2 separate regions of the Rattus norvegicus genome follow, and region 2 is linked to region 1. The links are chromatin contacts, called in public Hi-C maps. All regions are on one chromosome and are shown on one strand. Each heading gives the region's core, a stretch centred on a gene start, on an enhancer-like site or on the middle of the called end of the contact. The rest is flanking DNA. Distances are from core to core; before and after follow the strand shown. Region 1 has its middle 64 kb from the start of Sh3tc2. Region 2 has its middle 58 kb from the start of Fbxo38.

Region 1 (5,731 bases), core at 326-2,825:
ACACCACACCGAGTGGCTTGCAACAGCATTGATTATCTATCTCATAGTGTTTGGAGGGCAGTAATCCCAACGTGACCTCGCTGGGTCTTCTGGCTTAGGGCGGCTTACAGGACTGAAACTAAGGTGTAGGCCGGGGAAGGAGTCACCTCAGGTGCAGCTGTAGAGAGAGCTGCTTCCACTTGGTTCACATGGTTGTTGGCAGGAGTTGGCCAGTTGGTTGTTGCTGGCAGTTGGCCAGAAGTGAGCCACAGCCATGATAGCCAGGATGGCCAGGCCACCCCATGATAGCTCCTCCTGTCATCAGAATGAGCAAGGCAGAGAGGCACCAAAGAGATCAAACGAGAGAAATTATAATCAAATTGAGAAGTGGTACCCATTTGCCTTGTGCATTGTGTTCATAATAAGACAGCATCTATCGGAGTCGCTTATGGCATAGCGGTCAACTGGGATGCTCCTCAGAGAGGATCAGCTAATACAAAAGACAGGTTTGTGGTTAGCAGGGGCACAGAAGTCAGGAGGGGAGGGATCAATGAGATCATTCTAGAATTGTTTACCATTGTAACTGAGTTCTTTGGTAATGGAACTGGGCAGTGAGACAAAACTGTGTTCACTGACTAGAGTTGGCGTCAGATGATTGACAGCTGAAATGCAAATTCTGTGTCTGTACCCAAGACAACTGAATGGAACCCCCTGAAGCCCAACTCCCTATCTCTCACAAACACCCCCCAGCCATTCGAGTGCATAGCGAAGCATGAAAAATATTCTAGGACAGCTCCTAGACAGTGTGTGAATTGCTCGGTGAGCAAGCCGACCATGAACTTTTCGTTCCTGCTCCTCCTAATTCTGGTTTAGTGAGTCACATGTTTCAGGAGCACGAAGTTTGAGAGAGCAATTCAGGGATCACAAGGTGGGAGGTTCATTCTTGCTCTGAGCAGTGTAACATGTGAGGAGGTCTGGCCATCAGCCTCTTCACCTGCACATAGCTGCTTAGATTTAACTAACCAACTGGATCACATGCCTTTGTGTTTGGACTTTTCAGATGACTAGAGGTTGTCTGTGTGGTGGGGGTGGGAACGGATGGTATACTGAGTCACCATTACATCTAGTCACCAAGGTTATAGTTGTATCAACATACATACACACACACACACACACTATATATATATATATATATGTATATATATATAACACAATACACATATATATACTTATATATATGTATTTATATATACACATATACACACACACTATATATACATACATATATACATACATATACATACACACACACATACACATATATATATATACACACACACACACATATATGTTTCTTGGTGGGGGGAAGAAATTCAATCCTTGTTGGCTCTTCTCTCCTCTAGAGTGTTCCTCCCCAGAGAGGAAATGGAATTCTTCGATCTGCTCCTGTGTAAAAATGATGCAATTCTGCCCCCAGTACAAGCTGTAAAATCTAAGGAAACAGGGAGGAATGTTGTGGTTGAGGCTGGCTGGCCTAATCTCCCATGCAGAGTCCTTGCAAAAACATTCCTGAGGGATGGTCAAGGCCCTTGAGTTCCAGAGCAGTTACACATCTTATATTTGAAGAAAGCTCTCTCGGCCTGGAAGCCAAGCCCTAGCCATTGCCCATCTGACTCAAGTTACAATCTCTCCCCTTTTCTGCTGATGGCTCACTATCCTCTGGCCCGAGCTGCTGCTGTCTCCAAACTGCTCAGGCTTTTGATGTTGGTCATGGGGATGAAGACTGCTATGGAATCTTACTGTAATTAGTGTAAGTTGATGTTATCCTTTAAGCCCTACTAAGATTGGTTCCCTCAGCAGCTATAGCGGATTCTTCATTTCGAGCTCTGTAGTCATTTACAAGGAACTTCCGGCCCATCAGATCTTCCTCATGTGTACATGAAACATGCATTTGCACCTGTGTACATGAAGGGGCATTATGGGGATTTTATATTTCATTGTAAGTTTTAGCTAAAGTGTTCTGTGCATTTTGATTTATCCGATAAATTTGCCTGTAACCAGGTCAGATATAAATGATCACTGTGTTTCATAATAAATAATACCATTACACATTATATAAAGACAGGAGCCAGGCCTTTTTTTTTAAATAACTAAGACATTCTACCAGATAATTATAATATATATATATGTATATATATATATATATATTATAAGTCACTTGTTAAAACAGTTGTGAGATGTCCGTAGGAAGCCTTAAGCAAGATGGGTAGTTTCTTTTAGAATGGTGTTGATTGTCTTTTATCTTTATATTTCCCCCATTATCCACAGACATCAGAAGGGAGCAGGCTTGACCTGTGTTTTTCACAGCCATGGCTTAGGTATCCTAGCCTACTTCCCAGAACTTTCGTGGGCTGCCTGACTCCCAGCTCCTCGTCTCTTATCAGTGGCACTTTCAGGAGGACCACTTCCCCGTCCAACATCCTGAAACCAACTACCACTCTTGGGGCTTCTCTTATGCAGGCAATGTGTTTATCTTGATACAGACATTTGTATATGCACATGTGTGTGTTTATACACATATGCGTGTGTTTGTGTCTGTGTCTGTGTGTGCTTGTGCTAACTGGATGTAATGTCATTCATTTGTTTATTTGGGGAGGGAATGGGCAGGGGTGAAGGGAGAAAAATGGAACAGATCACCAGGGAATGGGAACCTTTGATTCCATGTTTATGGCAGGGAGACTCTGCAGCTCAGAGCTCTGACCTCTGAGGTCAGTCCCCTGACTGCTCCTTTCCCACGGAGTTCTTTCTGTCCTTGTCCTGCATGACCAGGTTTGGAGATGTCATCTGTGGGATGAGATCAGATTTTCATATGCCCTGATTTTGTTCTTCTTTCTATGGCTGAGTAAGCGAAGAGACAGAAGGTAATTTTCCTCCCAGGCACACAGGTAGTGGCAACACACAGCAGTGCTCCAAGGGTTCTGATGCGAGACTAGGTTGGGGGAATGAGAAGGGTTTCTGCCCTCCGGAGCCCCCTTCATAGTGTGTAACTGTGTCTCACAAGCACCTGAGCCTGAGTTTATCACCACATACAACACTAGAAGAGTCGTTTATCAAGCTATTTATACCTATTCAGTTTGGGGGTTTTGGCTGGCCCTTCTTTCCTCTTTCCCTTCATTTCCTTTGCTTATATAAATTAATTCTATAAAGGATGACTGGTATACACACACATGCACACATGCAAGCACACACATAACACACATGTGCATACCCGAACATGCACACACTCGTATACACCTATTCACATGCACATGCACATATTCACACACGTACACACACATACACAGAGTTGTAATGTTTTGTCATCCACAGACTTCCACAACTTATAACAAATATCATGAGCAAAACGGTGCACTGACTTTAAGCTCAGTCCTGTTCCTTATCCAAAGCTCCTTGCCTAGCTCCGATCTTTCAGTGCTCAAAAGTCCAAGAAATTAACAAACGACAAAGCATAGAAGGCAGCTTAGCATTGATCAGGGTCTTTTTGAATGTTTTGAGAGACTCCCATCCTCATGAGAAATAGAAGTAGCAAAACAGATTCCCCTCCTCATGGATAGAGTCAGTGGGCCCCAGTTGTGCCCTTCTCAGAACAGGGAAGCAGGACCTTGGCTGGGTGAGCCGGGTAAGATACACGTGATGCACTGTGGAATAGAATCAGGATCTTTAGCATCGCTAGAGTTGGTTCCAGGAGACTGTGGGTTCTCTAAAGAACAGGAACTTTACTTAGGACAGGAGCAAGGGTGTCAGGGAGGGCCCTGCTATGCTCTACTTGGAGAGACCTGCTGTATTCTGGCTGGGGACAAGCCTGCATCTTGGTATTGACAAACAGGATGGCATATCACCAAAAGCCCCCAAGTAGGAATAGATTAGGTGAGGCTGGAGCAGAGTCAGGGAAACAGGGAAGACAGGCAAAAAACTGAAGTCCAGCAGTGGGCGAGGGGACAAACCCTGAAGCTATTTGGGCTTCACCCTGAGGACAAAAGCAAGCTGCAGAAGGAGCGGTTGTGAGTGATGTAGACGTTTTGTGCTTCAGGTTCCTGGCATAAATGGTTCTTTCCTGCCCCCAAAGTACACATATGTTAGGGGTGACTTTGAACGCAGTGTGAGAGTGGTTTACAGGGCAGTAAGGGGTGGGGCGAGGGGGTAGGGTTTGGAGTGGGATTACCTACCCCCTCCATTCTAATTGCTTCTTACAGGCCTGTTGACCTTTAGCAAACAACTTTGTTATGCCAAGCTGTGTTAGACAGCACATGTAAAAGTACCCAGCACGCACAGTACCTGGCACAGAGGGTAAACTTCAGATGAACTGATAAAGATTTGTTTGCCTCTTTCGTTTCATAGACAAGGAAATGGCTGAAGCAAATCTCTCTTTAGGGACAACTTATTACCCAAGGAACAAAGAAACCTCATCTAGAACACAAACAAATGGGACTATTTTTAAAGGGACTCCATTGACTCCACCCATAAGTTCATTTATTTTAAAGTTAAGCTCTGAACTCTCTCTTTCTGGGCTTCATCAGGTACTCTGCAGTTGTATTTTGGATCTCTTCCCTTCTGGTGTAAACGCTGATGTTAAAAAGTGTAGTGACTCCCACTGTGGGTGGGTGTGGGTGCACTGTTCTTTCGTGGGTGGACACATGAGACTGAAGGCAGCTTCACAGAGGGACCAGAGTAATGTCTTTTACTTAACTAAACACAGTTCATCCTCTGACTGGAACGTGTGGTGGTCTTGTGAGTGGTTACGTCTTTCTCAGTGTACTGCACCTCCCACCGCTGTCTTCAGTCATTTGAATGCAGTTTGGCCCAGGGAGAGGCACTATTAAGGAGTGTAGCCTTGTTGGAGTAGGTGTGACCTTGTTGGAGGAAGTGTGTTACTGTGTGTCGGGCTTTGAGACACTCCTTCTAGCCACATGGGAGACAATCTTCTGTTTGCCTTTGGAACAAGATGTAGAACCCTCAGCTTCTTCTCCAGCACCCTGTCTGCTTGGATGTCCCGCCTTGCTAAGAGTGGACTGAGCCTCTGAACCTGTTAGCCAACTCCAATTAATCGTATGCCCTTATAAGAGTTGCTTTGGTCATGGTGTCTCTTCACAGCAGCAAAACCCTAACTAAGACAGGGTGAAACACTGTAGGCGACTTTGCACGTGTCCTCAGTTCCGGGGATTGACACAGTGAAGCAGGATTAAACAGGCTCCTGGCATATCTGGTTCTTTCCCATCCTCAAAGCACAGGTATGTTAGCAGTGCTCTTTGCTTCTGGACATATGCCATGACAGTATTGTCTTGTGAGTGGTTATGTCTTTCTCAGTGTACTGCACCTCCCACCGCTGTCTTCAGCCATTTGAATGCAGTGGGAGAGGAAATGCTGGGTGTCCTGGCTCTGAGAACTTGGTTTCATCTTCCTCAGAGGCATGTCTTCTCCCAGAGGTGCAGAGGATGGTGGGGATTTGGGATAGAGGTTCTGTCCAACTGAAATTTTCAGAGACAAGACCAAAAGTGACACATGACACTAAGACTCCGTAATTCGGCCACTCTTTAGTTTCCCAGACTGACTAAAGGCATCAGAGGAGAGCACTGTGATTTTAAAGGTGAGAATGGCACATCCTGGCCAAAAGGTAGCCTCTAACTCTGGCCAGAGAATCAGCATAGATGCCCTGCCAGTGGCTTCCACAGAAGACAGGTGCTGGCCATTCGCT
Region 2 (6,132 bases), core at 2,580-5,079, 470 kb after region 1:
ACCTTGGAAAAGTCCCTTTTCTGAACTCTGTTTTCTTTACCAGTAAAGATTCCTCCACCCACTCTGTGTCCAACATCATGATAGATGTTGACTTTACCCTTCCCCAAAGGTGTCAGGTACACAGGGATAACTTGCCTGGTTGGGTCACACAACTAGTAGGTGACAGGTTTGAAGCTTTGTTTGCTAGCAGTGTGGGATCGCTTTTCTCTCCATACTTGTTAAATCTGAGGATGGAAGGATGTGTTCGCAAGTGTGTTCACAGGCAGGTGGGGTTTGGGCCCACTACTTGGAGAAATACTGAGAAAACTGAGGCATGAACTCTTGCTTCTGCATGGATCTACATACAAACAGGAGCCTTGAATCTCAGGAAGGGGGCATTTACTGGTGGCTATCCAGATTCTTGCAAATGTGTGTTCATGTTTATTTCATACATAATTATAATTAAAAATACATAAATTCATATATATTTCCCATCAAAGAGAAAACACCTGTCTTAGTCAGGGTTTGTATTCCTGCATAAACATCATGACCAAAAGCAAACTGGGGAGGGAAGGGATTGAATATTCAGCTTACACTCCACACTGCTGTTCATCACCAAAGCAAGTCAGGACAGGAACTCACACAGAGTAGGAACTTGGACACAAGAGCTGATGCAGAGGCCATGGAGAGAGGCTGCTTACTGGTTTGCTTCCCCTGGCTTGCTCAGCTTGCTTTCTTATAGAACCTAACACTACCAGCCCAGGGGTGGCCCCACCCACAATGGGCTGGGCCTGTCCCTCCCACCCCCTTGATCACTAATTGAGAAAATGCCTTACAGCTGGATCTCATGGAGGCATTTCCTCAAGGGAGGCTTCGTTCTCTGTGATAACTCCTGCTTGTGTCAAATTGACACATGAAATCAGCCAGTACAACACCTAAATTAAAATTGTGCTAATCGTGGAGACTTGGGAATACACAAGCAAACCATGGCAGGACCTCTGTAGGCTAAAACGCTTGGGAGAATTTGTTCCTTGTTGGCAAGGGAACTAAGTCGTTTTCAGTGTTCAAAACCCACCACAGCCTGTCAGAAGGCTTGGCTCATTTTCTATTGCTGTGATGCACGCCATGACAATCAAGAGCAACGCAGGGTTTCAGGGGGAAGGGTTTATGTAGTTTCCAGGTCCTGATCACACTCAGTCAAGGAGGACTCAGAGCAGGAACTCGAGCATCAGCAGAGCTAGGAATCATGGAGGAGCTCTGCGTGTTGGCTTGCTCAGCCTTCCTTCTCATACAACTCAGGACCACTGTGGCACCAACCACAGTGGGATGGGTCCTCCACCATCAATCTTTACTGGAGAAAATGCTGCCCAGTGTTGCTTACAGACTTACCTGTCAGCACCATGGAAACAATGGAGGTTCCCTCTTTCCAGATGACCCTGGCTTGTGTTGAGTTGACAAAAACAAAACAAAACAAACAAAAACAAAAACAAAAACACCACCACCACTACCACCACCACCACTACCAACAACAACAAAAATAGCACAAAAAAGCACACCCAAATGTCTAACTAGGAAGTGTGCCCATTGAATCTAAAGAGTGCAGTGATCCTCCAGCTGACCTCTGTGTGCAAAGTCAGCACTGGTTTCAACCTCCGTTCTGGTTATCTTGACAGGTGAATCGTTAGTTCCTATCGTGGTTATCTTTGACAGTCAGCCTGGAGGGATAGAATCCCAGGAGGTTAGTAGAGCACCCCTCCAGTGTGTCTGTGAAGGTTTATTGAGAGAGGGTAAACCAAGGGGGAAAGAATCACTGGGAATGCTAGGAGTACAGTTCCATAGGCTGGAAAAAGAAGACTCTACTTCCTGTCCATGATTGTGAGGCACTTTGCTCTGTCATGCTCTCCTGCCTCGAGAGACCAAACCTTCTGCAACCCCAAACACCTGTCCATATCCCCTCAGTTATGGGTGGGAGTGAATCATGAACCCCTTCCCCACTTCCCCAACAAAACTTCCTACGTGATCAAAATACCAGGTTCCTTTCTCTTCAGGACATGATTTTTTATGAGTTCCACAGGACAAGTGCCATTGGTTGCCGGTGAAAATGTTCTCTTTCTATGGAGATTGGCAGAGTTTGGGTGATGTGCTTTTGTGAGGTCCGAGTTGAACCTCTTCCAGGACCTCTTGAATCAGACTCACAGGGGCAGTGATCAATGTAAAAGCAAGAGAAGTTTAATTTTGACATGTTGGGGTCCTCCCACTTCAAGGGGAGACGACCCAAGCAGACTCTGACAGGGAGTTATATACCTTGCAAACAGTTGAGGCAGAATTCAAACAATTGGGGCAGAATTTGTACAACAGTAACTAGGCAGGGTACTGTGTGCATTTGGTGGATGGAAACAACTTTCAGATCAGACTCAGTGTAACATTCAAGACTTTTCCCAAAGTGGAGTCAGTTGGAAGCCACAGGTAGCTTTGTGTGACAGTTTGGCTTGTAGCTGTTCTAAGAACTAAACCAGCTTTTTTCTTCCCGGATGGGAGGGGTCCTTGTGCTCGGAGGTTTGTGGTGGGAATTTTCCCATTGGCCCTAGATTGGCCTCAACTCTGACTCTTTGACTTTGAGTTTAGCAGGGTGGCATTACGCACACCGTGTCCTTGGATCAAACAGACCTGGGGCTCTGAGCCACAGTTTGTTTTAATTTTTCATATGTGAAATAAATCTGAGTAGCCAACACTTATAGTAGTGAAAAATAATTAGGTAAATGAAGTCATGGATGTCATGACTAAATATGGTTCCAAGCATTTTCATCCATCAATAAATTGAATGGCATATGATCTTTTACTATTATCATGAGCTTTCTGCTGTTTTTTTTTTCCTGCACAGGATCTATGTCAGGGAAATACTCATTCCTCAGTTGCAGAGCATAGCTCTGTTTCAGAGCCACTTGGTTCTGAGCCACTAATCTACGTCAGTCCATTCAACAAGTTCATGAGCCAGGCCAACAGGTTTTGATGTGGGTCTAGGCCAGGCCCTGTCACTTACATACCGTGCATCTCAGGATCCAACTTCAGCATGTCTGGGCTTCATGTTTCTTCTTTGAACAGTTCCGACTTTTTTGCCTGCCTGGCATGGCTTGCCAAACTGCAGTGTTCTTCAAAGGGCCTGTGGGCCTGAAGAGCAGTCAATGGGCACAGAAGTGTGTGCTTGTAAATCAGGTGTGTGGTTTTCACAGTGGAGGAAGAAAAAGCAAAACAAGGAATTTTCTAGGCCTTGAGGTTTTCTAGGTGTTCCCAACAAAGGAAATAAAAGAGGGAAGTATTTCAACCATTTGGAGCTGCGTATATATGACCACCAACATGACATGCTCTTCACTGTACGAGCTATGGAGGAGAAGATGTATTTGGAACCATGTTAACTTTGCAGGTTGAGCCTCTGGAATGTGCCGGTCCTGTACATTGTGCTTCCTTCTCTATACAGTAATCCTGTGAGGAATATATCCTCCCAGCTGCGCAGGAGAAAGGACATGCGTTGTGAGGTGGAACAATTCGCCAAATGTGACATCATCAGTGACCAGCAGAGTCTGATTGGATGTTGAGTCTGTCAGGATCCATTGGAATTCTTAGCATGTTGCAAGCACAGCATTTCTAGATGGCGAGATACACAAACATGGTATGGGAGAGAAGCTTCAGGGATAAATCCAGCAAGGTGAAAAGTTACACAGTGCTGAGGGTGATGTCTCTGTATCCGGAATCAGATTGCTGATTGCCTGGACCACAGCACCATCTTTCTTCTCTCTCCAGAGTTGCCGCTGCAAAACATTAAGTCATCTCGCTGTCCAGCATCCTTCTGTCAACTGTCACGAGCCATGCAATGGCATTTCAGTTACTGATGAGTCACATGTATGGCACACTACTCCCACAGAGTACTGAAACTGGAAAGATCTCATTTACTGCCGACCTTGTGCTTTCTGTGTGTTATAGTGTTCAGGGCATTCTGCGCAGGATTTTTAGCTCAGTCAATGGCTGTACCGTAGAACTCAGAGTGTAGTAAGGTACAGTATCTAGCCTTGTGCAGATACCTTTTATGGTGTTTACACAATGATTATATTGCCTATAGCCTTAATAATACACTTGACAGGATGCATTTCTGTCATTAAGCAAAGCATGGGTATACTCTCAAGGAAGCATCCAGTCAGAAAAAACCTATCCAAGGTCATTTAGACCATTACTTTGATCAAATACCTCCCAGGCAGCTAAAAGCCAGAGCATCTCACAAGGATCTGCAAGGTTGCCTCACCCCAGTGCTGGTCCTGGATATCTGGCAGATATCAGCTCCCTCCACTCCTCCCTTCCCTTCTGTTCCCTCACCCCATGCCCTGCCCTAACCCTTGCTGTCCTTCAAAATGGCAGCCAAGATCTATCTTAGGGACATTTGCATATCTCCACAGCAGAATGCACTGAAGATGCAAGGCGTTGTAGCACAACACTGAGTACATTGTCCCTAGGTACTAGGAGGGATACTCAGCTGGTCATAGTCAGCTCTAGGACCAACAACACTATATGTGGGTGTGGCCACTCCTCTACTGAAATGTATTTGTCCTCATAGATGCTAAAATTCCTTCCCAGTGAGAGACACAGCAATGTCTATCCCTTCTCCTAACATCCCAATGACATACTGAGGCACAATTACACCAAAGTTCATTCTGGAAAACCAATGATTGATTATATTGGGCTTCCTTACAGAGCATATATGAGGGGTAGTTGTAAGAGTGTGGCCACTTCTCCCCCAACTGGACACATCTGGAGTTCTTTACCCAGCAGGGTTGAGGGTTTCCCCATGGCCAGAAATATGGAACAAACCACACACACACACACACACACACACCACACACACCACACACACACACACACACACACACACACACACACCACACACACCACACACACACCACACACACACACACACCACACACACACCACACACACACACACACACCACACACACACCACACACCACACACACACCACACACACACACACACACACACACCACACACACACCACACACACACCACACACACACACACACACCACACACACACACACCACACACACCACACACACACACACACCACACACACACACACCACACACACACACCACACACACACACACACACCACACACACACACACACACCACACACACACACCACACACACACACACCACACACACACACACCACACACACACACACACACACCACACACACCACATACACACACACACACACACACACATACACACACACCACACACACACACTCCTCCTTGGCCATGCACAAAGCTGTCAGTTGGTACAGAGGCAGCTGGATACTCAGGAGGGTGAAGGAATGAATTGCTAATAATCGCAGGCGGGATGGTTTTTTTCAAAGTGGCACAGATAAATGCCTTAACATGGCAGTTGCTGTTACTTGGAGGACAGACACTCACTATACCAGGTGTATACATTTCCTGCTTCAATCCAGGTCACAGGATGTAGCTTGAATTTTAGAAACCACCATGGAGAAACAACATTTTACCATAGGCATCAGAAAACTCCTGAAAGGGTTTACTCAGGTCCAGTTGGCAGTTGTTCACAAGTCTATTCTGATCAGTGGCACAGAACCACCTTAGGAAAAGAAATCTGGGTCCTTTTCCCTAGCTCTGTCACTCACTCTCTGTGTATCCTGGGCCTGTTTCCCCTAGGACTCCATTTTCCTACCTTTAGCCAACACAACCTAGGTGAGTTCTTTGGTCTTTCCCTCTCTGTAAAGTTCCATTCCACTCCATCCCCACGTCTGTATCTCCTCAAACACATACAAGAAAGGGGGGCAGAGAGTAAAGATGCCTTTGAAGGATACCTGGTGAATTCTCATGACTTCTCTTTTTTTCCTCCTTAGGTATACAGTTTTGCATAGTGGTCAACACCAGGAACTGGAGAAGTTGCCCATACACAATGACCCAGAGTCCCTGGAATCATGCTTTTGATTGAAGACGTGGCTTGCCCTTTAGCGGTTCATCCCCATCTGTGTCTGCATGAACAGGTTACTCTGGAATCACTCCTGACTCTGGGCATCACCAGTGAAGCATGAAGCATGGTGAGGCAGGGTCCGGTG

The links. Hi-C and Micro-C count contacts between places; a contact is called where the count stands out from the background.
Region 2: a contact with region 1 is called in a Hi-C map of Schwann cells, with 4 times the contacts expected there. The contact joins two enhancer-like sites. A contact is called at or near these places in 4 of 12 Hi-C or Micro-C datasets (the A7r5 cell line, Schwann cells, frontal cortex and 1 more).

What each region holds. Positions count from the first base shown.
Region 1 is chr18:57,747,821-57,753,551 of GRCr8, forward strand. No RefSeq gene overlaps it. Among named protein-coding and RNA genes, the nearest start is that of Sh3tc2, 64 kb to the left of the region's middle. Within about 2 kb of position 1,576, at least 12 of the 93 cell types and tissues checked have an H3K27ac peak or open chromatin away from gene starts, as enhancers often do. A contact at or near this core is called in Schwann cells, where this site is marked.
Region 2 is chr18:58,213,557-58,219,688 of GRCr8, forward strand. It overlaps a transcript of Htr4 not described here. Among named protein-coding and RNA genes, the nearest start is that of Fbxo38, 58 kb to the right of the region's middle. Within about 2 kb of position 3,830, at least 3 of the 93 cell types and tissues checked have an H3K27ac peak or open chromatin away from gene starts, as enhancers often do. A contact at or near this core is called in Schwann cells, where this site is marked.